Linked DNA regions of Mus musculus: all the other regions are linked to region 3. Evidence: chromatin contacts called from public HiChIP or PLAC-seq and Micro-C data. All regions are on one chromosome and are shown on one strand. The core of a region is the stretch at or near the end of the contact, and the rest is flanking DNA. Distances in the headings are between cores, read along the strand shown.

Evidence for each region. Hi-C and Micro-C count contacts between places; a contact is called where the count stands out from the background. HiChIP or PLAC-seq counts read pairs in DNA pulled down with a chosen protein or histone mark.
Region 1: a contact with region 3 is called in a Micro-C map of embryonic stem cells, with 4 times the contacts expected there. The contact joins the promoter of 1300002E11Rik here to the promoter of Igf2bp2 in region 3. A contact is called at or near these places in 2 of 39 promoter capture datasets (embryonic stem cells and frontonasal cranial neural crest), 2 of 484 Hi-C or Micro-C datasets (both in embryonic stem cells), 5 of 115 datasets of contacts at active chromatin or transcription factors (bone marrow-derived macrophages, embryonic stem cells and extraembryonic endoderm stem cells) and 1 of 9 other capture datasets (macrophages).
Region 2: a contact with region 3 is called in an H3K4me3 HiChIP or PLAC-seq map of bone marrow-derived macrophages, with 4 times the contacts expected there. The contact joins the enhancer-like site here to the promoter of Igf2bp2 in region 3. A contact is called at or near these places in 4 of 39 promoter capture datasets (the C10 cell line, frontonasal cranial neural crest, hematopoietic stem and progenitor cells and 1 more), 2 of 484 Hi-C or Micro-C datasets (bone marrow-derived macrophages and embryonic stem cells), 2 of 115 datasets of contacts at active chromatin or transcription factors (bone marrow-derived macrophages and embryonic stem cells) and 2 of 9 other capture datasets (adipose tissue and liver).
Region 4: an HNF4G HiChIP or PLAC-seq map of pancreatic cancer cells shows a contact between it and region 3. The contact joins the enhancer-like site here to the promoter of Igf2bp2 in region 3. A contact is called at or near these places in 10 of 39 promoter capture datasets (the 3T3-L1 cell line, 3T3-L1-derived adipocytes, the C10 cell line and 6 more), 1 of 484 Hi-C or Micro-C datasets (bone marrow-derived macrophages), 2 of 115 datasets of contacts at active chromatin or transcription factors (astrocytes and pancreatic cancer cells) and 2 of 9 other capture datasets (liver and macrophages).
Region 5: a contact with region 3 is called in a Micro-C map of embryonic stem cells, with 5 times the contacts expected there. The contact joins the promoter of 2510009E07Rik here to the promoter of Igf2bp2 in region 3. A contact is called at or near these places in 2 of 39 promoter capture datasets (embryonic stem cells and hematopoietic stem and progenitor cells), 3 of 484 Hi-C or Micro-C datasets (all in embryonic stem cells) and 1 of 115 datasets of contacts at active chromatin or transcription factors (embryonic stem cells).

Annotation. Positions count from the first base shown.
Region 1 is chr16:21,791,208-21,796,012 of GRCm38.p6, forward strand. 1300002E11Rik (RIKEN cDNA 1300002E11 gene) reads left to right here and starts at 3,140. Exons shown (of 3, transcript NR_037958.1): 1 at 3,140-3,239; 2 at 4,643-4,768.
Region 2 is chr16:21,813,591-21,818,872 of GRCm38.p6, forward strand. No RefSeq gene overlaps it. Among named protein-coding and RNA genes, the nearest start is that of 1300002E11Rik, 22 kb to the left of the region's middle. Within about 2 kb of position 1,546, at least 65 of the 459 cell types and tissues checked have an H3K27ac peak or open chromatin away from gene starts, as enhancers often do. A contact at or near this core is called in adipose tissue, bone marrow-derived macrophages and liver, where this site is marked.
Region 3 is chr16:22,160,197-22,165,440 of GRCm38.p6, forward strand. Igf2bp2 (insulin-like growth factor 2 mRNA binding protein 2) reads right to left here and starts at 3,103. Exons shown (of 16, transcript NM_183029.2): 1 at 2,590-3,103; 2 at 1,050-1,110. The coding sequence starts at 2,767.
Region 4 is chr16:21,853,975-21,859,059 of GRCm38.p6, forward strand. It overlaps a transcript of Map3k13 not described here. Among named protein-coding and RNA genes, the nearest start is that of Gm26744, 11 kb to the left of the region's middle. Within about 2 kb of position 3,662, at least 33 of the 459 cell types and tissues checked have an H3K27ac peak or open chromatin away from gene starts, as enhancers often do. A contact at or near this core is called in pancreatic cancer cells, where this site is marked.
Region 5 is chr16:21,691,580-21,696,913 of GRCm38.p6, forward strand. 2510009E07Rik (RIKEN cDNA 2510009E07 gene) reads right to left here and starts at 3,086. Exons shown (of 2, transcript NM_001001881.2): 1 at 2,637-3,086. The coding sequence starts at 2,826.

The sequences.
Region 1 (4,805 bases), core at 1,890-4,389, 370 kb before region 3:
AGACCTTCTTCTGACCTCTTGAGGCATCAGGCTTGTACATGGTACATGGGCATACATGCAGGCAAAACACCCACGCATAAAAATAAATTTTAAAATATCAACAGATGGAAATGTCGTTACGAAATTATTTTAAGAAATACCTAAAATGTTTCATCAAATAAGTAGGTTCTGTGACTTAATCAAGTTGACAAAGAAAATCAACTATCATAGAAGACAGGCGGTGAGTCTTTTTTGTTGTTGTTGTTGTTTTGTTTTTTTGAGACAGGGTTTCTCTGTATAGCCCTGGCTGTCCTGGAACTCACTCCGTAGACCAGGCTGGCCTCGGAGAACTCAGAAATCCGCCTGCCTCTGCCTCCCCAGTGCTGGGATTAAAGGCATGTGCCACCAGTGCCTGGCAGGTGGTGAGTCTTGCTTGGTTCTGTGCATATGAAAAGAGAATTCTCTGAGTTTTGTTTTAACTTTTTATTTTATTTTTAAAAACGAAAATAAGTTGTTGCTTTCTTCTTTGCTCAAGCATGACAATCAGATAGAAAGGGACATTAGGAACCATAAGATGAAATGTCCTCATTAAAGTAAACAATGATAAGAGACACTGTTCCCAGGGCTTTTAGGAAAAAAAAAGCAAAACAAAAAAAAAAAAAAAAAACAAAACCTGGCTTAGAGTCCCAACATTAGAACTGGCCACCTATTCTAATATGCCATCCAAAGCAATGAGCAGACTGAAAGATCACAGAAAGCATGTTAATCCGTGTGGCATGCTGGGAAGAACTGATAAGCAGGTTCGGTGACTGCAAGTCTGTCCCCAGGGGCCTAACAGGAACACTGCAACTTTATGCAAAAGAGATATGAAGAAAGAAACTTGTTTGTGAATAGCAGACAGAACGGTTGATCTTAGTTGTGCCAGTGCTTGGTTATGTCAGTTCTGGTTCTGCAATAAGGTTGTAGAAAGCTGTCACTGTTATCACTCAAGTGGGACAATCTAGTTCCCATGAGTGTTCCTGCCCTGGGGTACAACCTTGTCACCATAGATAATTGTGCTCATTGTAGACATGGAGGGTGATCTGTCCCTCTAGGTTACCTGCTCATAAAGATTATTGTCAATCAGCCCTGTTGTTCCTAGAAGCTAAGGTAACTAGATAAATGAGTAGCTAAGAAGAAAAAGTTTAAGAGATAAATAAAGAACCTGAGAGCACAAAACACAAAAGCCATGGTTCATAATCTCTGGGTCTCTTGTAGCTGACTATGAGATCTGTGTAAATCTTGATGGCTTGACATTTTTGAAAGTCTAGTTTTTAATTATTTAGATTTTGATGAAAATATTATCAGCTTGTATTTCTAAAACTCAAGCTATGGTTTCTGGAGAGCAAAGAGAAGTGTCATTGGTTGAATGATGGAACCTGATGTCCCTGTGATTATGCTAACATTGAACTACCTTTCCATCAAGGGCTGCTTCCCTCACAAGGTCGGAAACTTCCTTAAGCAAGTGTTCACTGTATCCATCTTTCTCTAGTGTCTCTGTGCATCTTATATGAATAAATGAAAAATAAATGGAATTAAACAGGTTCAAATTCTATCACACTGGCTAACTTTGTGCCTTGTGGCAAATCCCTATAGTCAAAAAATGACAAATATCATTGGGTCTAAACCAGGCATGGTTGAGTATGCCTGTAAGATCCGTTAACACTAGGAGGGTTCAGGGAGGAGAACAGTTGGAGCTATATCAGGAGACCTGATCAGAAAACAACAAAAGTCATTGGGCTGAGGTGTTATTCTGGGTTATTTGCAAAACTGACCCATCACCCACATTTCAACACTACTACTAGCTTGCTTTGTCATCTTTCTAAACAACAAGTTGAGATGTTTCTTTGAACCATTGTCTTAGTCAGGGTTTCTATTCCTGCACAAACATCATGACCAAGAAGCAAGTTGGGGAGGAAAGGGTTTATTCAGCTTACACTTCCATACTGCTGTTCATCACCAAGGAAGTCAGGACTGGAACTCAAGCAGGTCAGGAAGCAGGAGCTGATGCAGAAGCCATGTTCTTTACTGGCTTGCTTCCCCTGGCTTGCTCAGCCTGCTCTCTTTTAGAACCCAAGACTACCAGCCCAGAGATGGCCCCACCCACAAGGGGCCTTTCCCCCTTGATCACTAATTGAGAAAGTGCCTTACAGTTGGATCTCATGGAGGTATTTCCTCAACTGAAGCTCCTTTCTCTGTGATAACTCCAGCTTTGTCAAGTTGACACAAAACTAGCCAGTACAACCACCACAGAGGAAATGAAACCATGCCTAGTCAGTGGTAGTACATTCATAGCCTGCTAACCTTCTGGAACTGCAGAGGTCTGTAGTTTTGTTCCTATTAACCAGTTAAAAACAAAGACAGCTCCCTGCTTTTCTGGGTCAGTATGAGGTTTGTGGACACACACACACACAGAGACTTTCTTATTGATGAGTATGTCTACTTTCAGGGACAGCCTGAGGTCTGTCATTATAGTCCTGGTGCCTCTCCTCCCCCCCCCCCCCCTTAGCAAGGTAACTCAGCAAATGTTTTCAATCAAGTTGAGATATCAACCTGTCTGTCTGTCGGTCTGTCTATCGAGGAGAAGGTACCCAGTATCATCAGCTAACCACTGAACAAAAGTAGTTCCAGTCTGCTATACACGTATGTGTTCCAGTGCGGAAACAAGAGAGTATATCACATCATTAGAAAAAAAAACAAAACAAAAAACCTGTTAATGTTCATTGCAGTATGCTGGAACGTTCTATGCATTACCTCAAGTAACACAACAGCTTCAGGTTGTGGGTACTGGTGTTTTACACGGTTGGGACAGGTTGCCCTTGTAACACAACACCAATACCCTCAGAAGTGAAAGGGGCAGCACTGCAGCCAGCAATCACAATCTCAGAGGCCGACACCCGGCAGAGACGTGGGACTCGACAATCTCGTGATTTGTCCAAACGCCCCGCTAATTCGGATTGGAGCGGTAAATTTCAGCATGGACGAGTCTGTAGAATAAAGGAATTGGGTCACTCAGCCCAGGACCCGCAAGCTAAAACCACGGGAGCCCACTGCTGAGCCGTGTGTCGGAAGTGACGTCATACGCGGAAGCTGTGGAGGCAGAGGTGGCGCCTGCGCATTGGGGTTGCGCTGGGGTGGGTGTCCAGCGCTGTAGGAGGAACGCGGTGGGAGGAAGGCTTGCGGGCGTGCGGACTCGGCTTCGGGCCGAGCGCTTTGAAGAAGTAAGTCTTCTAGGAACCTAGCGGCGCTAGAGGGAGTTGGCGACATGGCTTTTGGGGCAGCTGCGGTGCGCTCAGCTGGGCTCGCTGCCTACTCCTGAGCCCGGGATGGAGTAGGGGTCAGCGACCCGGTCTCCTATAGGTCTTGGGAGAGAGAGGTGGACACCTGCTGGAAAGGGTTTGGACAGAGTGCGAAGCCCGACTGGCGCAGCTGCTGAGTGCATCCCGGGTGTCAGCATCCCGCCTCTGCAAACGCGACTCCCGGTTACTTTGCTTGCCCCCTCCCTGCCCTATGACGCGGGTGCAGAAGAAAATCCTGACCCGTTTTGTTTTAAAGTTAGTGAAATGTACAAATGGGTCCTAATCTCTTGGTGGAGAGGATAAGGCGCTTGTCTGGCTTCTTGAGGCTGCCTTTACTTTTCTGGGAAGAACTGTGCGATACCAGGGAGGTTATCGAATAATTAGCCGCGGTTGTCGCACCGTACTGGTAGCTGGTGTTATAAATGCTTTCTTTTTAGCAGTGTAAGTTTTCTTTTTCTTAAAGATTTATTATGTTGGTAAACTATTTAAAAGATGGATAAGAGTTACAACGAATATAAAAACAGTAATTTATAAATATGTAGTCGGGCTCCACCTGCTGTGTATAGACCCAAGGAACGATTGTAGCAGCTCCCAATTCCCCCCCCAACCCTTGAAGATTAAAGTGTTTCCTTTGTTAAAGGCGCCATTAAATATTATGAAGAGTGTACATATGCACCCCACAAAAAACAAGTATTGTAACCACCAAGTTTGGGCTATCAAATGAAATACAGTGCAGATGCTATAATGTGCTGTGTAATCAGATCTCAGCAAGAGTCACCACCTACGCGTAGCCCCAGGAATGTGGCTGTGTGCACGGGCTATCAAATAAAAGGCAGATCTTGAGAGGTTCCCAAAATGTGTCATTAGATTGGATAGAGTGGGGTTAGTAGACAATGAATTTATGTTGCATGGTTGTGTTTTCCCTAAGAAACTAGTAAGCATCTTTTGATTTTAAATCGGAGCTTTTCTTCAAGTCAGTTGAACACTCCAAAAGTAAACCGCTTTTTTTGCAGTAAAAATTTATGTTTGTTCACGTTTAAATCTTTTCACAATTCCTGGACAGCCCTGAGATTCTACTCACCCCCATTTTATATGCTGTTACTGTGCCACTGAATTAGAATATATTTAAATATGATAAATGTCATTGAACTTTTGAAATCTTCTAGGTATTATTGTTTTCCTATAGTCTTGGCCACTTTAACCATGTTCAGAGTCATGTCCCCTAGACCGCATGTCTAAGTGCCCATATGGTGTAGCTGCTATGCACAGTGGACTGATGCATGTGGTAACCTAGGTATGTGCATTGACAGTTTTGAGGTTTTTAGTTTTGCAGAACCCTGCTACCTACAGACTCTGCCATGGATGTCATGTAAAGAAACCCCGGATGTAGTAACGGACAAAACATGAGTCAGTTTGTGTTGTGGCATTCAGATCTGAACACACTGGGAGAGGTAAGTTGTCGACTGTGTTTTATATTAGGTGCTGTAT
Region 2 (5,282 bases), core at 296-2,795, 350 kb before region 3:
CTCTGAGTGCATCAGCCTCCACGCATCTCCCTAGGCAACTGCATGTCCTGCTGAACGAAAGCCATGATGTCACTCCCTGGAATGGGGGTGGGGTGTCCCCTTTACCTCTTCAATGCGACTTCTTCTCTGTCCTGATTCACTTGCTTCTGCTGCTGTCCCTGCTTTGTGTTTGGAGAGACCCCTTTGGTGTTGTTTCCTGTTCTTGGGATGTCCCTCCCTCATTCCACATGCCACTTCCTTTACTCTTTCAGGCCTTGACTCAAGTCACTTTCTTAGTGAAGTCTAGGTTAGCCTACTGTATAACCCCTTAGCCTCCCTTCCCCCACCGTGTGTAGGCTTTATCTAGGAAGGTTCTGCTTGCTATAGCGCTTTTGGGTTCATCTTTCCGGTGCCTCTGGTCTATAAAGCTTCTGCAGGGAAATCCACTGACCATGTTTAGGAGCTCTTGTGTATGTGACAGATTGATTTTCTCTTGACACAAGTTTTTCTTTGACTTTTGACAGTTCAGTTATATTTCTTTCTGTGGACTTCTTTGGGCTCATTAGTCAGAACACTTTGACCTCATTAAATTTAGATATGCAGGGGCGGCGAGATAGCTCAGTGGGTAAAGGTTCTGGCTGCAAAGCCTTATAACGCAATCAGTCCCCAGAACCTAGGTGGAGGAGAGTTGTTCTGTAATATTGTCACATGTGTATCATAGCACATACATACCTCTTCATACGCGGTAAATAGAGAGGTAATGAGGATGTAGAGGCCTGCTTCCCTTCACTCAGTCAGCAGGACTGGGGACGTGAGCGATGTCTGCCACCTTACACTGTCCCTCTCTTACACTGTAACTCTGTGTGTGTTGGCCATCTTAACAGTGTCTCAGGCCCTCGACTGTCACGTTTCCTTCTGTCCCTTCTACTTCATGATCTTAAATCGTCTGTCTTCGAGTTTACTGAGTTATTTGATCAAATGTAATGTTGAAAACCCATTGAGTTTTTCAGCTCAGTTACTGAGTTCTCCAGTTGTGTATTTTTTTCCTTTGGTTCTTTTATGTGATTTCTGACACCCTGTTGGTATTCTCTTGTTCCTGTATTACTTCTGTGATTTCACTGGCTATTTGTGTTGTGTCTTACAGTGCCTTCAGTTTCTTTAATACAATTTCTTTCTGTTCTTTCTCTGAATTCTTCAGCTTTGGTGTATACCCGGATTGTTTGTTTCGTTGTTAGTTTTGGTTTGCACAAAGTCTTACTCTGTAGACCAGGCTGGCTTCGTGCTTATGGCAGTCCTGCCTGAGCTTGCCCACTTGTTGAGTTTACACAAGGGAGCTGCCATGTCTGGGTAGGTTTCATTTCTGTGCTTCCTGTGACAGTTCCTCGTATTTGTTTCCTGTTAGACGTACCAAGAGAATAGACCTGCAGCCTCTTCTCCCAGTCATTTACGGACTAGATTCATACAGAGTGGATATTCACCCATCAGCCGAGATAGTTGAACCTCTCAAGTCTTTTATGGGTGCGTGGTCTCTGGACTGTGGGTTTATGTAATTCCATAATTGGAACACTTTTCCAGGAACTTGTAAGGGCTTCTTCCTCCCTCTGGTGTCTATTCTTGGTACTGCATACTCAGCACTATCCAGGCATCCAAAAATCCCACATTATCTCAGCACTTCCAAGTCAGGCTTGATAGAAACAGTCACTTAAAGCTTCTGAAAAGACGGGAAGTTAGACATACTTTCTTCTTTTCCCTTCTCCCCACAAGGAAGAAACTATGTATTTTACATTTCCAGCCGTGCTGGGAAGTGTACACTCAGCTACATGTCAGGTGCCTGGCTGCCTGTGGAGCTCTATGGCATCCAAATATGCAGTCCTACAAGAAAGTGAGCCCTTCAGATGTGTGTTACACTATAAATTGGGTATGACTCAGGTGAGCATAGCTGGGCTGGCCCTGGAAAAGGACACGTATCAGGGGAAATAAAATGCTTTTTACATCCGTGTGAAAGTGTCTGCGGTCTCAGCTCATAGAGACCAGCATCATATATTTCAGATACAGCTGCCAGCTCCAGATTGCTCAGCCGAGCAGCTGCAGCTTGTCATTGCCACAGATCCCTCCTCGGATCCATTAGGTTTGCTAGGGTTCACACAGAACCAGGAACTTACCTATGGATGGCTGACCGTAAAGGGAATTAGCAGGAAACGATGGAGAGGGACAGAGCAGGGCACGTGAGATGGGTGAGGGCTCTGCTCTCCAGGAATGGCCGTGGCTGAGCTGCCAGATGCTCCTTTGGGCTTTTGTGAGCGCTTCATTACCCAGCTGATTAACTGCCATGTTGCTTTATTTAACTCTTAGGTCCCCGTGTCCACCCAGCATCTGATGCTGCCCCTCAGTCTTGGTGGTGCTGGGCTCCCATTGGGTTTCCTAAGGTTACCAGCCATTGGCCAGCTCACTGACATAAAATATGTCTACCGCTGAAGACTGCAAGGATTTTAGGAAACAATTACACATTTTGAATTTCAAATTTTATTTTATTTTTAACCAAGAAGCTGAGAATAGGTGAGTAGACATAGAGATAAAAAACCTTGGAGAGAAGATGATTTGATTACCTATTTTTTTTCTTCTCTGTCCCAATTATTCCTTTGTTAATCTTACCTTTATTTGAAAGATCAGAGTTGCCTGTGCTTGTGGAGTTAGTACCCCATCCATTGTTCGTCAGTAAACTGGAGGCAGTAGGACCACTGAGAACCTGAGCAAGAAAGACAGCTGGTCGTCAAGACAGCCAGCAGTTAGTGCGATGTCATGCCTGACAAAGCACAGTCACAGTTAAGAGTCTGGACACTTCATTCCATGACATAGAACACATATTCTGAGGATCTGAGCACAAGTTTTAGAGACAGAAAAGGACTGGAAGAAAGAATTGACAAGTTAGCCGGGCAGTGGTGGAGCACACATTTAATCCCAGCACTTAGGAGGCAGAGGCAGGCAAATTTCTGAGTTCAAGGCCAGCCTGGCCTGCAGAGTTCCAAGACAGCCAGGGCTGCACAGAGAAACCCTGTCTCAAGGGAAAGAAAAGAAAGTAGCAGGGGATAGAGAAATAGCTCAGCAGTTAAGGGGATTATCTGCTTTTCCCGAGGTCCAGAGTTCAATTCCCAGTACTCACATGGTGGCTCACAACCATCTATAACGTGATCGGATGCCCTCTTCTGGCATGCAGGGGTACATGCAGATAGAATACTCATTCATAAAATAAATCTTGAAGGAAGAAGGTGGGTCATTTCCTTGAAAGAAGGGACAGGAGATGGAAGATCAGAAACATTCCTGTTTATATCAGGATCCCTCTTCCCGGGAGCCGCAGGGACCGATAGAGGAAGCTGTAATCCTACGGTTATAGCTGACCTACTTGGGGAAGTTTGGCTCACAAATCCTGATTCTTCAGGTCAGAGAAATGGCTCCGTTTCAAACTTTGCTGGGTTGAAATGGATGACACCATTTCAATTTTTAGCCTTGCATGTTGGATCCCAATAGCGGAGCTTAGCCCCTAAACAACAGCATTCAGTAATTTCTGTTTAATATGCCAGTACTTCAAAAAACGCATGGTAAGACAGGAGGTATGACTCAGCTGGTAGAGTACCTGCCTAAGCATAAGACCCTGGAACCCATATTCCTGGCTCCTCCTGCACTCGGGGCTGAAGTACAGCTGTCATTCATCCTGGCTCTCAGGAGGCAGAGGCAAGAGGATTAGGAGCTGAAGGGCATTACCACCTACAGAGGGAGTTCAAGCCCAGGCTAGACCATGTGAGACCCTGCCTCAAAACAAAGGGTTGGAGAGGTGTGGAATAGTTTAAGAGTACTTGCTGCTCTTGCATACGGTCTAGGTTTGGTTCCCGGGACCCACATGGAACTCACAATCATTCGCAACTCTAGTTCCTGGGGATCTGATGCCTGGTTTTTGGCTGCATAGGCACCAGGTTTGCACATATATACATATCTTAGGGTTTCTGTTGCTGTGAGGGGACACCTTGACACAGCAACTCTTACAAAGGAAAGCATTTAATTGGGGGGCTGGCTTATATAGTCCAGAGGTTTAGTCTATGTCACCATGGTATGCAGATAGACATGGCGCTGAGACAGTAGCTGAGATTTCTACATCTGGATTCTAAGGAAGCAGGAAGAGACTGACACTGGGCCTGGCTTGAGCATTTGAAATATCAAAGCCCACTGCACTGACACACTTCCTTAAACAAAGCCACAACACCTAATGGTGCCACTCCCTATGAGTCTGTGGGGGTCCATTTCATTCAGACCATCATAATACATGCAAGCAAAATACTCGTAAAATCTGAAAAATAACTATATTTAAATAAAAATATTCTTTAGCAGTTAAACTATCTCTCTACCTCCCTTTAAAATGTACAAAATTTAAAAACTATTATAAAACTTATGTCCCCTGCAATAGAAGATGTCAGCCACTATTGAGATATTCTAGAACAAGTTATCCTTAAGCTCAGTATCGCTGTCTGCTGAGTGTGCTTTCATCTCAGTTTCTAACATTAATAAAAAGTTCTGTAGAAACTCGGACTGTGAAATGTTACTCCCCCACCCCCACCCCCACCCCAAAACAGTGTTTGAAAGAAAAGTTTCTGGGCTACAGTTCCGTGTAATGTTTACTGTGTTTTCAACTTCTGAAAATGAGAGGGGGTGTGGCTAGCCGGTGGGTGTGGCTAGCCGGTGGTGTGGCTAGCCGGTGGGTGTGGCTAGCCGGTGGGTGTGGCGAGGGGGTTGTCGTCTGCACCTTTTGTGTTGAGTTTCATCTCATGATTGGCTCACAGTGCAAAGAACAGGACCACCTCACCTCACGGTGCCTTTTCTACAAAGATAGATGTTTTAGGAGTTCTCAAATAAAAACAATGAAGGCTTCATATTATCTAGGTTTTTAGGTGATTACACTGAAGTAACAGAATTCAGATATGGATTCAAATTCTCACTTCAGAATGGTGTATTCTGTATTTGAAAACAGGCCTGTTAGTGATAGGTTGAAGCCGTGCATTTGAATGTACTATAAGTACATAATGTGAAATATAATGAAATTTAATACTTTGTTTTAATACTTTGTTTAGTGACCTAAGAGAGAAAGAGCTTTTCGTTTTGTATAAAACATATTGATTCATCTGTAGTCGTAACTACCAGGTTCAAGGTGCAGGGACAGATACCACTTGGCATACCGTTCTAGTGTGTCATGTGAGCGTAGTTTCGATTTGGAAGTTCAGTAGGTACTCCCAGCTGACAGGGGAATTCCAGCAAGG
Region 3 (5,244 bases), core at 1,853-4,352:
TCTAATGGGGCACAACCATTTTCCAAACAGATTCTGTTACATTATGATGTGCGTAGAACTGGGCACACAATGTTTTTTAAGACCCTCCAACACATCCAAGTATTTATAAAATTAATTTGTTTTAAAATGTTCTTAATCCTGATAGAACTTGAGCATCTACTTCAGACTAAGGAGGTGGAAAAAAAATCAGACTTTGCCTCCCCAATTCAGATGCTTAATGAAGAACGGCAAAGAAACGTTGGTTAATGGGATAGAAAACTAAGTTAGGACACGTGGTGGGTGGGGATAGAAAGAAGAAAGACTCCCAATTTAAAGTACACAAGGAGCTTTAGACAAAGATGTTCTCCTTCATTCTTCCGTAGAGAATCACTGGGGAAACCCAACCCCCACAGAGCGCGTTACTCCTTCATTAACAATAGCTAACTATCGACTTCCCCGAGACATTGTTTATCCCCCAACGTTTCTCTAAAGCAACAGTGACAACAAAGTGCTCAGGATCCAAGCCCAGCGCTTCAGTTACTAAAGTCTGGCTTCTCCCTCAATCCAATACAAACATGCTACTTCTAATACTGTCCAAAAAACCCTCCGTATTTACTGAATTATTTTATAATTCATCACTAAACTATGCAAAAAAAATTAATCGCATGGTTTAGTTAAGCAATTCAGCTGACAACAGTAAATATTTACTCTTAACATCTCACAGGAAGTTTGCTATTGTGTTGGGGTTAGAGATGGCCGTGGGGAGTGAAAGGCAATTTATGATAAACTTAATCGGTCACAGCCAACTGAATCCACCTAGTGTTCTCCATCTCGACCCCTAATTAGGCACCAGTTTGCAAGCACAGAAAACACCTTATAGAACAAAAGTAAATAATAATAACAATAATAACTTTTAAAGCTATGAATGTCCAATAACAAAACCAACAAAAACCCCTTTAAAAACGATATAGGCACTTTTTTTTAAGCTGAGCGTATTTCTTTAGTTATGCGTATGGAAGCCCAACCACAGAAGGGGTAAAGAAAAAAAGAACTAGGCAAAATATATTTACCTTAGCTTTTTAGAGACTGAGTAGTCAACTTCCATGATTTTCCCATGCAATTCCACTTTACCTTTAAAACAGAAATTTAAAGCACTCAGAACCTCCCAGAGTCAAACCCGCGGGGGTCAAGGAGGGGCTCGCACACTACTCCGCGCTCGGGCTCCTCCTTCTGGAGCCTTCAAGGGGTCTCCACCCGGCCGCAGCTGGGCGAACTTAGCGCCAACTGTGATGAAAAGTGGACGCCCCGGGTAACGAGCGAGGAGGGACGGGCGCAAGCCCGGTTCCGACCCCAGGTATAGCTGTGGGTGGCATTACCGGAAAAACACATTTAATAAAGAGCGGCGCCAATTTGAAAAGATGAGCTCATTTGAAACTCAAGCTGCAAGGCTGGCGCGCCTCGGTCTCTCCGGCCCCCAGCACCCCATCCCGCCATCCCGGGACCCGGAGGCTCCCAGGCGCTCGCCCCCTGCCCTCCCTGACAGCGGTCCCGGGGACACGCACAGGAGTCCCTGGCTCTGCGGACGCCTGCTTTGGGGTGACCCAAAGGTCTCGCCAGCTTGCCCCGCCGCACAGGTTTCCCAAAGAAGGGGGTTCCCTTGCGGGGCCGGGGGTCCCAGGCCCCCGGGAGCGTGGCCCGCCGCGTGCGTGTGCGGGATGCGAGCTGGGAGCGCGCGCGCGGGCGAGTGTCGCGCTCCGACTCCCGTCCGGGCTCCAGCGCGCTCGCGGGCCCCCCGGTCGCCTCTTTCCCGGTTCTCAGCCCGGGCCCCCACCGAGTTGAGACAGGGTACCTCGTAAAAAGGTGCTCCTGGCCGAGCAGGAGGCGGGGAGACGGGAGGCGGAAAGCCCCCAGCCCCGAGTTCTTCTCAATAAAATCGGACAAAAAATTCAGGGAAAAATAGGAGCGCTTCCGAGACCAGAGAGAGGGAACTGAGCTTCGGGAAAGGACCGAGGGAGATGTGCGGTCCGACAAGGGCCAGGTGGGGAAAAACCCCAAGACCTCGAAGGGTTCAGTAGGTGAAGTCGAGGAGATGCCGAAAGTGGGGGGCCAGAAGACAAGAGGGGGTCTCAAAAGGAGAGTGCGGCTTGGGAGACGACAGAGGGCGAGAGGTCTTTGGCACGAGGCATGGGAAGAAGGAAGGTCTGGCTAGGAGGAGAGATGCTGGATTTGGGGGGGTCCCTGGCAAAGGGGGTACTAGAAGGGTCTAGAAAAAGAAAAACGGGGGACTCTGCAAAGGTGGGGGCGGGGGAAGCTCTGGAGAGCAGCTGGGCACTCCAGGGGCGCTCCTAGGGAGCCAGCGAGCCTGGGGACCCTCGGAGGGGCACAGGGTCGCCTCGACTCTGAGGCCCAAGGGTCTGTGTTAGCCCCCGCGGTGGGGGCAGGGCAGCCGGCCATCCCGGAGCCAGCCCGCCGCGAGAGTCGCGGGGCTGGTGCGTGAAAGTGAGCGTGAGGGCTCGGGAGTCGCGGCGGGCGCGGCCCATGGGGCTCGGCCTCCCCGCTGCCGCCGTCCCGAGCCGGCGAGGCGCGGCGTGGGCTGCGCCGAGTGCTCACCCGAGAGGGTCTCGATGGCGCGGATGGCCCAGTTCTGGTCGGGGTAGTCCACGAAGGCGTAGCCGGACTTGAGTAGGACCTGTCCCGCCAGGGGCAGCTTCCTGTCCCCGAAGAGCTGCCGGAGGTCGTCGGCGGTGACGGCGGGGCTCAGGTTCCCAATGTACAGCTTGTTCATCATCCGCGTCTTCCCGAGAGCCCGCGGCTCCCCCGGCCCGGCACCCGGCGCTCCCGCCGCCTCCGCTGCCCTCCTCTCTCCTCCTGCGCCCGCCCCCGCCCCCACCCTCGCCCTCAGCCTGGCTCCCCCCACCGCGGCCGGCCCGGCCCGCCCGGGGGCAGAGGCGGAGGCGGGGACTCGGCGCGGCTGCCTCCTCCGGGCAGAGTCCCGAGCGGGCGTGCGGACAAAGCGCTTGCTCTGCCTCCCGGTGCCGGGGCGGCGGCGGCGGGCGGACGCACCCCGCGCGCCTGAGAGTTGGAGCGGCGTGTGCACCGCCGAGAGTGCGCGCCCTGCCCGTCCCGCGCCGCGCGCTCCGAGGGCTCGGCGCTCCCAGGCTGCGCGCCCGGCGGGCGGAAGCGGCGGCGGCCCCAACGGGGCCGGGAGCGGCGGAGCCAGGCGGCGCGCGGGAGGTGAGGGGCGCGGACGTGGGCGGGGTGTGTGCAAGGTGGACGCGACGTGGGCGCGGGGCCAGAGTGAGGTGCACCTTGAGGAGAGCTCTGCACGCTAGGGCTGACAACTTTCCTCGCGCGTCCCGAGCCACGCACCGATCTAGAGACTCGCTGCGAGCCAAGCTCTTGGAAGAAGGGGGCGCATGTGGTCAAAGGACGGAGGAACACACGGGTCCCCTCCCCCAGACCGTGTATTCTAGTAAAGTTACCGTGGCGCCGAGCCTCGGTTTCCCCAACCAAGAAAGGAGAGCCAGACCCGAGGCCAGGTGATGGCCGAGGTGACGATGCACAGGCTGAGGGGCGGGTTTCAGTCCCAGGCTTGGTAGGCGTTCCCTGAACTCTGGAAGGAACTGGAGAGGGAAGGAACTGGAGAAGAAAGTTGTCCTTCCACGCGGAGGACGGAAGAGGCAGGGTCCTAGTCCCTCTCCCGGGAAGGAGCCAGACAGATTGCCAAGCGGCAATCTAAGTCACATGGCTCCGTGGGAATCGTAGAAATAAAGGGCTCCAGAAAAGAACGGAGGGATTTTGAGGTGAGATGGCTTTGGACTTCTGTGTGATCCGGGAAGTGTTCCTTGGTTTTTTAGAAGGCTTACGTGTTGGGAGGTATGTCTGGGTGGAGAAGTCACCATGGGCCATAGGGTCTGTCTCCTCTATACTCAGATCCAGCAGTATGCCCCAAAGTGTGCCAACATCCCTGAGCCTAACTTTTATCCCTAGAGAAAATAAAACAACCACCCCTTGTGAGGGTGACATAAAAGGCTAGCTGAGTAATGTGTGACACACTGCACTCTGCTTCCATTTCTTTACCCAGGGAAACTTAAAAGCTGGGTGGACAGGACAGGGGGAGCGGTCCTTAATTACTTGTCTTGATAAGGAAGTGATGGATGATTCTTTCTCATCTAGATATTTACTGACATCTCAATTCTAGCTTTCATCAACTATCCACACATTTTCCTCTCTGGACTTTACTGCTTCTAGAACTGGGAATAGGGCTTTGATAGTGTTGCCCAGACTGACAGATAAACCAGGGATAGATGCTTCCTGAGTAAAATGTGGAAGAAGCTCGCCAGTGAAAACAACTTGTGAGTGCTGCACAACTCACGGCAGACTGGAAGCCGCCTTCAGATTATTTACACGGAGGCTGCTAATTAGGCCGTCATCTTTGTAAGGCTATGTTTGCCCATTCACAGTAAGTCATAGTTACAGGCTACAGAAGACAAGGAATTACCACGGGTTGGTGTTCTCCCTGGCTGAAAGGTTAGGGAGCCTTTTTGGTTGTTGCATTACATTTTCAAACATGTCAAGTGTTTGTGGCCAAACCATGGCTACCCTGAAGAGCAGCACATGCAGTAGACCGATTCTTTCTTAGCATAGGTTTCCGGGGGTGAGGGGAGCCCTCTTTTACACTGCCTCTGAGATTACTTGCAGACATCTTTCTGGGAGGTAGCTGCTTTTTGCTGTCTTTAGTGTGTTCTATCTTGTTGACATTGTAAATGGTATTTCAAGAAGATAGCACGGCCTTAGTGATCACAAAGGACACTTTTCTCCACACCTCTTGTGGTTTTTCTGACTTGTTTTTGTTTTTGTTTTTGGTACTGCAACAAAGTATCGGCCAAAAGAAGTTGGAGCAAAGAAGGGTTTACTTTGGCTCACAGTTTGAGGAGTCTTTCTTGGTCACATGGCATTCACAGCTAGGATGCAAAGCCCAGCGCTGGTGTTCAGGTCCCTTTCTTCTTTTTATGTAGTCTAGAACTCCTACCCGAGAACCTGTGCCACCTCTATCTATAATAGGTCCTCCACACTAAACCTAGTCCTGTGTCCTCTGTGGTGATTCGAAATCTCATCGAATTGACAAGATTAAGCATCATAACATTCCACCCCAGCTCCCTAAAGTTTTGCTTTCTTCTCGTAATAAAAATACATTTAGTCCAATTCTAAAAGCCCCTATAATCTTAAATATTCCTAACACTGTTTGAAAAGTCCCAAGTCTCT
Region 4 (5,085 bases), core at 2,412-4,911, 310 kb before region 3:
ATTTGCTTTATATTGCTTGAGCTGATTTTTGAAGCTATGCCTTTAAGTACTCTCAGAGACCTCAAAATCAGATTAGGTTTCTTGGAGAAAGAAATACAATCATGTGGCTTTTCTGGCTTCTGCCATGATTTTGGTCATTCAGGATTTTTTTTTTTTCAATCACCATTTCCTGCTATTCTTTGAGCACAAGAGTTACTCAGGAAGGTGGAGGTGGGTATCACTTGAGTGAGAAGCCATCCTGGGGGACATAAGGAGATGTACTGCCCCAGCTCAGAAACAAGGATGGGTGCTGGGGATATTGCTCAGTCAGCAGAGTGCTTGCCCAGCTTGCGTGAAGCCCAGGTTCCAGCCCTGTAAACTAGTGTGGTGGCATATAATCCCAGCACTGGAGAGGTAGAGGCAAGAAGATGAGTTCTTGGGTCCGGGGCAATAAGGGGTGTGTGTGTGTGTGTGTGTGTGTGTGTGTGTGTGTGTGTGTGTTGCTTAGTATTAAACCAAAGGCCTTGTGTGTGCTAGACAAATTCTTGTCACTGAACCACATCCCCAGCCTATGTAAGATTTCTTTCCACTGAATCTTACACCATTGATAAAAGGTTTCAGTATGTTTCGTTCCTGCTAACTATTTCAAAGTCCATGGGATGATTTTGAAAGCAAAGCAAAGAGCATCCACTGAGGTTCTAAATGCTCTGGACCAGCTGGTGCTATCAAGAACGCCAACAGTGCTGAAAAGAAGGGGCCAGTGCCAGCTGCTCGCTGGGCCTCTCCGGAAGTCACCATCGGGTTCTTATTCTGTTGATATACTTAGAACTGCTGATGATCAGGGAGCTGGGAACTGTGCAAGCTTTAAAGGCAAGTGAGCCAAGCAAGCATGGAGTGGTCAGCTTAGGCTCCATATGCTAACAATGGCAGAGTAACCAGCTCCCTTCTAGTCTGTTTGGAGCCCATTGTACCAACAGCTGCAGCTGGCATGACAGACCATAAAGAAGCAGGACAGAAAAGCCTAGGGGCTCTTTTTCTTTTTCTGGGAATGCAATGCATATTCAGATAAGTTACTCAGTGGGGAGATAAGCTGTAGTCTAGTTAGGCTAGTGATAAGATTCAGTGCCACACAGACATAAGGACCAAAGTTCAAATCCACAGCACCCACAAGACACCTCTAATCCCAGTGTTTGGGACGTGGAGACAGGAGATCCCTGGCAAGCTGACTAGCTAGACTACCTGAAGCTATGGGCTCTGGATTGAATATTAAGATCCTGCCTCAGCCAAGTGCACTGACAACACCCTTAATTCCAGCACTTGGGAAGTAGAGGTAAGCAGATCTCTTGTGAGTTCCTGGCCAGCCAAGGAACTACCTGATTTAATATCTAAGGTGGGATGAGCTGACTGAGGAGGGTACCTATGGTCATCTTCTGGTTTCCACTTCCACGCATATGTGTATCCATCTGCATGCCAACATGTATACACGCACGCACGCACGCACGCACGCACACCATCCACACAAAATAAAAACAGGAAAGGAAGTGAGGGAGATGACAGGAGAACCTCGGTGTCACTGCAGAGCTAAGCAGGTCACAGGAGAGACCTGAGACCACTCCAAAGCAGCATCTTTGCGGGAGGCTACTTTGCATCAAAGCCTTCTCAGGCTCATGAGTAATATGGATTTATAATGTTAAGTAATATGGATTTATAATGGTGAGTTACCCTAAAATAGCCTATCCCCAGAAATTCTACTATGCCGAGGGGTCACGCATTTGAGTAAACCGTGTTCTGGGCTGGATTCTGTGTGAGCTTCTAAGAAGTTTCTGGTTTTTTTCCTCGAGTAGCATTAGCCAGGGATTTGTCAGAGACCAGGAAAACATTGAAAAGGCTAAAGAAAAGAAAGTACTTTTCCTAGAAAATCCCTCAGATTATCTTCCTGTATATAATTGTAAAATACCATTGATGAAACAAATAGTAGTAAGCTTTTCAGTTACTATGTGATAGTTTCTCTCCCAGCATATGCCCAGGTAAGAAGAAATAAACACACTTTGTTCTCTTCTGTTTCTCAGTTGACCCCTCCATATTTACCTGTGCCTGCTGGAGACAGATCTACTCAATCCAGTCAGCTTGGCCTAGCTCCACAGTGAGACGATTTCTTTGACAGTTATAAGCCACTTGCCCTGCTCTTTCTCCCACAAGTGTGCGTTAGCCCCTTTACGGCATTGGTTCTGCCGGAGTCTTACCATGAACCAGCCAAAGCAGTGCTTCACAAGTGTCTCCCAGAGTCTAATATCCTCAGCGTCACTGAGGAGCTTGTCAGAAATGCAAATTCCAGGCCTACTCCACTTCTGCCATCAGAAATGCTGGCAGCAGGTCCCGGAATCTGTGTTTAACAAGTTGGCTAGTGGAGACTGGTGCATGCTGAAGTCAGAATCCTTGGTTTACAGCAAAGCTCAGATTTTTAATGTGCATAGGAATTGATGGGGATTTTGTTTAAAGCCAGATTCTGGATACTTGGTTTGGCAGCTGCCTAAGTGGCCCCCAAGTGATGCTGATGCTGATGCTGCCAATCAGTAGCAAAACACTGAAGTCTGGATTTGGGATGCCACTCCTCTCAAAGACCCATGTGTTAAAAAGGCTTGGTGCTATTGGAGGAGGTGGCGCTTGTAAAATGTGGGGCTAGGTGACAGGTTTAGGACATTTGAAAGCATTTCCTTGGGATTATAGAGGCAGTCTGGTCCTTTCTCATGAGGCGAGCTGAGGTGCTTGTTTTACCACACACTCCAGCTGTGGTGGTCTCACTCACCACAGGCCCCAAAGCAATGGCTAATTGATCATGGACTGAACCTTTGAGCCAGAATGAACCTTGTCTCTTTATAAATTCATTATCTCAAACATGTGTTACAGTTACAGAAATCCGAAAAATACATATGGATCTGGAAGAACTATTATGGGCTGCTCCAAGAACTAGCACAGTTAAGTAGGCGTCATTAAAGCTTGTCTCCCACTTGCTCCCAAGGGGAATGCAGCTCCCAGAAGGACTTTTATAAACATTGATCACGACACCATTCTAAAAAAGAAAGAAAAACAAAACAGCTTAATTGCCCAATAATTGGAAAATACAGTGACTCCCCCTTCACAAATACTCTGTTTATAAATTTACTTGTCAAGTACAGTTTATTCTTAGGCCAAATCAATTCTCCTGGTACTCTTATGATTGTGTTCACAGATAAGCACATCATAGCAAACGTCTGAGTGTGTGACACACTCTGAGCCAATGCGGGACAGAGGGAAGCTCTGCATTCTTATTTAGGCTCCCTGCTGTGGGCACATGCCTTCCTGGTACAATTACTTATGAATCAGAACACATACCCTTCTGTGAGAATGACCCAGTGTCACACGAGATGTGTCAATCATCCCTAAAGGCCTCACCTTACAATACCATACTTGGTTAATCACATTCCAGCCTGAGTTTGTCAGCTCTCAGGCCCATGTGGTGGCAGGCCACCAAGGCTGGGGTGTGTGGGGGGAGCAAGCTGCTCACCTCCTCCCAGTGTACAATGCTAATGACCTAAACCTCTCAGATAGCCAACATCTCAACATCAGGGCTTTATAGGGTAGCACCCCAGACCTGTTGGTAAACAGAGTTGCAAGGGACGACCAAAGAAAGAGAGACACTTGAGGTTGTCAGGAGGCTTTTACGTCAGCGGGGGAACAGTCTCAGATGGAATGAACCCTGAGCAGCTTTGCAGAAGGGTATTTATTGATCGTTACGCAAATGTTATTTTTAGAATAAATCAAGTTTCTCATACCAGAGCCACTGATCTGATGTTTGTGCTATGTTAAAAAACACATGGCCCCCACACTTCTGTCATCATGGTGCAACATGTGTGCAGTATTGTGTAGTGCTCAATTGTGCAAGAATTCCAGGTTTGCCAGGATGTCCTGTAACTGAAGTTACATGAAGGCCATAGAGCCCCTTCTGAAATACAGTTCCATAAGTCTCAGAAAACAATCACCGATCAGATACAAAACATTTCCTTGGAGCTTAGGCGGGCCTAAAAGAAATTGAAACACTCTGGTGTCCATGTCAGACACAATGGCTTTACTAATTTTCCCACTGCGCAGACCAAAACTATAGTGCCTCATAAAATATCTATTTTCAGGAAACTATAAAATGATAAGTAAGCACTATGAGTCATTGAACCATGGATTTAATGTTAATTGATTAACAATATAAATGTACATGTTTAATTTTAATTTTATGGTGTATAAGCAGAAATATAGGTAAAACAAGGTTTGGAGCCATGAATAGGAAACCTGAACATGTGACCAGAGGCTCATAGAAGCCTCACCCTTTGTCTGTCCAGGAGCAAAGGTTCAGAGTTCACTAATCCAGTCTTCAAAGAGGCCTCGTATAGTGTAGCCACGTCAGAGGAGAAGAATGGGTTGCCAACTGTACAACCCATGCTGCATTTAGAAATGACAGGGCATGCCTGCGGCTGTATGAAAAGTGTTGTTGGAGTCACGAGACACAGGAGGGGTTTTCAAGTATAGCACTGCTATTAGATTTAATTTTTCACGTAGGGAAAATCGGAAGAAGTACACCCAGAATCTGAGAGGTTATTTGCTTTTCAGTGTTGTTGTTCTTTGAACGTGTGTTACCTCCTCATTGCTGTAGATGTATTGTGAGGCGCCTCTTCTCACGTCCTGGGCTGCAGAGGCCGCGAGCTCTGCAGGAGGACCTTGTGCTCAGTAACAGAAGAGCACATCCTCTCATTCAACCAAGTAAAAGTTGCTCCAAGCGATGATGTGACAATCCCAGAGGCATCTAGCGCTCGAGGCGTTAGGTAGCTATCCTGGGCTGTGCTTTGTGAGGGAGTGGTTTTGCCCAAGAGCTTTGACTTCTTCTAAATCTCCCCACTTGTCAACATGGTTGACAATCTGGTCTCTGGAGTCAGACAGATGAGAGGTGGGTCCTGATGCTTTTGCTATTTGCTATGTGTCTCGTGTAAATTGTTGAACAACTCTAAATTTCTCTGATGCATATGGATATAGTAGGCATGATCGTGGAGGCAAGCGAGGGTTCGGTCAGATGGAGACCAC
Region 5 (5,334 bases), core at 1,836-4,335, 470 kb before region 3:
ATATTACACATACATATGGACACTGCACACACATATATGCACACATGTACACATATGTAAACACAGATACTATGTACAGATATTACATACATGTATATACCCTCAGATACCAGAGAGAGAGAGAGAGAGATCAGAAAGAACTAGCTGATTTGGCAGTCCTTTCCTAAATTTAGATTATTTAAAATCAGTCTCTGGTCTCTTAGAGAAGAAAAGAGAAAACATTGTGAAACCAATCTGAGTTATCTGAGCTCAATCTAATTCCTTTTTTTTTTAAAGAGGATTGCGCATAATCGGAGCACAGATCAAGAGGCAGCAGCAATCCCTGTGTTAGTGGGACTGCAGCATTATAGTTGGCCATTTACCCAGAGGGACATGACAACACAAGATGGAAAACCGTGCATGAGGCAACCAGCCTTTACAAGTGCTCCTTAATGACTTCCATCAGCTTCTAGGGCAGGGCCATCGGCAGACTTCAGGACTCTGGTGCCTTCTCCTGTCACATTACACTTTATCAATAACTAGAGTGAAGAGAGGGATGTTTACTACAGGCACAATGACATGAATGCAGGAGGAATAACATACACATGAAAACAGACAGAACCAATGCACACCCAATAAAAGAGCCAAGACTAAAATCATAAGACTTAGAAAAACGGACCTGTTCTCGCTCAAATAAAAGGTAACAGGAAGACGTCCCTAAGGGATCAGTGCTTGTCTCCAAAGCCACACATGCAGCTTTGAGAAGGGCAAGGCGTGGATCAATTGCCACAGTTTTTAAAGCCTACTTAGTGGCTTTAGCAGACAGCAAGCTCAGCTTGAGGGGGCAGCAGCTAGCCTGGTGTGATGAAGTATAGGAAGGGCTAGGGCAGAGCAGCACCTCAAAGATGAGAGGCGGTGTCTTGCTCCACACTGACCAGCCCAGAACTCAGGGGCTTCTCACCTACCCCCAGCACATGTGTTCAGAACAAAACCACCCAGATAGTTAGGTACACGGGTGCTATCCTGTAAGCGGAAGGACAGAAGGCAATGGCAGCTCAGAAGCAGGACAAAACAACAGTCTCAGTGGAAAAATGGTGGACATCTCTCCTCAGCCACTCAATGCATGCCAAGTTCAAACCTGTTTTGGAAAACCTACTTCCCTCAAGAATAGCCAGGGATTCAGAGAAAGAATGGCCCATATGCAAGAAATTCTTAGTATATTTAAATATGCATATCCAAAGAGTTGAGGCAGCCATAATTTGGCTGAAACATTAGACTGTTGTATAAGATACAGTAGGAAGAGACATAACAATACGTTTTCGTGAGTTGAAGGCATTTGCCCCATGAGCCTGATGACCTAAGATAGGTTCCCCAAATTACACAAAGTTGTCCTCTGACCTCCGCACGTGAGTCATGGCTCATATGCGAGTGCACACACCCATGTACCCACCCGAAAACACACTCGACTTCATAAGGTAAGAACAGATGAAGGAATGTGGTAAGTTCGTTTTCATCTCCTTGTAAGGAAGACATTGTGAGAATCAAGGTTCATTAATGAGGAACAATCTGTCTGACTAGACGCAAGCTTCCCAGAAGTCAACTCTACCTGGAGAGGGAAGTAAGAAAGGCAATGACTGGGGCCATCTTAACTCCTCCGCATCCGCATCCCACAGTAAGAACAGGACTTCTGCAGGAGGTAGACTGCCATTAAATTCATCCAACAGGTACACTTTAGCTCTCATATTTCCTACTCTGAAGCCACACTTTCAGCGAGAAGCAAGAACATCCTGTTTGTCCTCATCAGCAGAGGAACAACAAAATCAATATTCGCTCTCCAGGTACCTTGAATTTATAAGGAAAAGCAAGGATTTTCTATCCTTTAATTTATAAACTCAACTAAGACATTCAAATATTCTCAATTAAAAGCAAATAAAGATTTGTTACATATTGTAGCTCTCCTTGTAAACCATATCCTCCTAAATAACAGGGGGGAAAAGTTTGATTGAAGATCACTTGGAAAATGTGTCTTAAGCACGGCAAAGCCCTCCAAATCTAAGATTATATGGAAACCGACTTCAGAATGTTTCTAAAAAGAAATGATTCAGCAGTCGGATTAAGCTAAATGCCATGAAGTAATCAAATTGTGGAATGCTGATTAAATGGCTACTTAAGTTTAATCTATTTAAAACTCTCAGGATAAATACAACTGGCCTAGGACTAGACTAGTCCTGGCTTGGCTCAAACGCTGTAACTGGGTGTCGAAGGAGTTTGCTCTTCAAACTGTTCCTTTTAACTTCTTAGAAGCCATTCTTCATACTTTGGTTCTTTCTCGATCTGGATACATTAAATAAATGGGAATCGCTAGGACCTAGGGTTCTTTCTGTTCAACAGCAGCCAGAAAGAACAGGCAAGAAAGTGAAAGGGGTATGTCCGTGCCCACCCCCCACCGCTGAAAGGGCTACCCTGCTGGCGCGCGTCCGCTCTGGCGGCTCTGAGCAAGTATCTAAAAGAACGGCAAAGAAAGCCAGCCCCAGGCTCCTGTGGGTAGGAAGGTTCCCTTTTGTGACTACAGCTAGGTTCCCCCGGGATTTCCTCCCGTCGTCCGGGTAGCACCCGGCCGCAGGCGGGCGACAGCAGGCCGACGCGGCTCCACTTACAGTGACACCATCCCAGGTGACAGCACCAGTGCAGCTTGAAGCACTTGCCGTGGCTGTGCGTGGCACAGATGGACAGCCCGTCGCACGGCTGGAAGTCGGGTCTGCGGGCGGCGCAGCTCCGCGCCAGGGCCTGCGCCTCGTCCACTTTCTCGCTCTTCCAGCCGCGCTCGGGCGCCGTGGCCGCACTCATCTCTCCGGTTGAAGAGCCGGGCCGGGAGCCTAGGACAGGGCAGAGGCGCGGGCCGGGCAGGGCGAGGGTGGGTTGCGGGCTGGAGGCGCGGCGAACACCCGCTGCCGAGGAGCCGCCCGGGGAGGGAGCAGCGACCCGGCCAGGCCTGCTGCCTCCCCGCGCCCTGCTCCCTTCTGCGCCCTGCTCCCTCCTCCCTTCTTTCTCCTCTCCTCTCCTCCCTCCTCTTTGCTCCCTCCTCCCGTCTCTCTCTGTCGTCCTCCCTGCTCCCTCCTCCCCACTCGGGCCGCCACGCCTGCACGCGCACGCGCACACTTAGACCGCCGCGCCCCTCTGCGAGCCCATCCCCTCGCGGTGGCGTTGCGCGCGTCGCCTCTGCCCCCGGCCAGCGGGTCCCACATGCCCATAGGACAGTCAGCACACATCCCCTACGCCCTCGGGTTGGGAGGGCGTACCTCCGGCTACAGTCCGGCCTTCTCCCGCAGCCTTTAGGCACAGGGTCTAGCCTGGTCCTTAGCACTCCCTCCCCGTCGCGCCGTGGCGTCCTGCTGGGCACACACTCGCCCGGGCTGTCCTGGAGCCGCCGGATGGCAGCGGGCGATGACCTCGCGGGTTCTTCCCTGTGCCAGCCTCCCGGAACTAGTCCTGGGTGCGGGGCTTTGGGCAGTCAGGGTGGGAGAATCTGTTAGGTTTCTGTCTTGATACGTGTAGGGTGTGGGGATGCACTGAGTGGCTTGCAGTGTCTGTGTGGCCATAGACATTACACGCCAGTCGTATAGTCGTGTGTGAGTGTGTGTGTGTGTGTGTGTGTGTGTGTGTGTGTGTGTGTGTGTGTTGTGAGTGTGGACGCCCTAGCGTGATTAACTGCATCAGTTGAACTGCGTGTGTGGCGGTATGGTGGGCTGGAATGGCGTAGTAAATTTATGCATGGATTACATGTGTGGAGTTGACACGGTCGGACATGGGTACACAGACTGACATGTGGCCCAGCCTAGCCAATGGGTGTGGCTGCCTAGGCTGCAGGTCCCTCTCCCACCTCCCCCAGTCTGCTTGTTAGACCGCCCTGCTGGCCACAACTTGTTTCAAATGGGTCTTCCATCCCAGACTGAACCAGAGAAGAGAAAAATGAATCTTTCGTTTACGGGAGCAGTGCTTCCCCTACCACGCGGGCCAGTGCCCAGTCTAAAACACCGAAAGGAGGAACGCCTTCCCTCTGCTTCCTTGCCAAATGCTACACCGGGCCCAGGAAAATGCCTGTAATCGCAGAGGGTCCGCAACAGAGCCTCTCAGCACAAATGCTGGGCTGGACCGTGCTTTCCCCAGATCTCCTTTCCCTTCCCTTTATCCCCTTCCTGTTTGGCAATGAGCTCTATCCTGGTTTTAAACGAAATTCATCCTCAAGTCCTCAAAACTCTTTGCTGCCATAAGCACCCTTTCATAATTTTCCCTTTTATTTAACCTTGGCTTAGGAAGGGAAATCTAATTTGCATATGTCTGACTCTGTGAAATCTTCATGTGTCAGGGATTGAGGTAAACTCAGATGGCAACGGCTGATTTCAACAACTGTCCCATCTAAGTGACAAATTCTGGCTCCCCGTTAACCTAACATTGAACTGAGGTAAACACAAGGTGCCATGCTTCACCTATCTCCCAGGTGCCCACCCACTTAAGTCCCAAAGCAGCTCACGGCTGGCTCAGCGTCCCTGCAGCCCTGCTGTATGTCCACCTCAGAATGACTTCAGCAAAGGAAAACCAAAGGAACCTACACCACAGAATTGAGATTTATCAAACCATTTTTCTACATTTTATTATCTTGTGTGTATGGGTGTTTCACTTGCATGTATTTTTGTGCACCACCTGTAAGCAGCGCCCTCCAGGGCCGAGGAGTGCATCAGATTCCGTGGGACTAGAGTTACATACAGCTGGTTGTTAGCCGCCATTCAAGCGCTGGGAATTGAACCGGGGTCCTCTGGAAGAGCAGCCAGTGCTCTTAACCACTGAGCCATTCATTGCTCTAGCCCAACCAACCAATTTTTAAAATTAATTTATTTTTATTTTATGTGCATTGGTGTTTTGCCTACATGTATGTTTGTAAGAGTGTCAGATCTTATAGTTACAGACAGTTGTGAGCTGTCACATCCATGCTGGGAATTGAACCCAGGTCTTAACAGCTGACTCACTCTCCATAAACATCTGTTCTAATCCATCTTTCTCCTTCAACCTATAAACTCCCTCTTAGTGCCAGCCATATCATATATACAAGTAACCCAATTTGCTTTTAGTATAGATGATCACACTAATTAGGAAGCATACTGATGCAGGGTTTTTTAGTGTAATGGGACTGTTCATAGCCAAGCTGTACATGATCCAAAGACCTAAGATGCCAGACACTCAATAATCAAAGATCATTCTTCAGAGTGGCCGTGACTTGCCTACGTGGTTTAATGCTACGGTTAGAACCTTTAGGTTCAAATGTGAATGGCTGGATATTTAGTTTCTGTCACCCTGTGC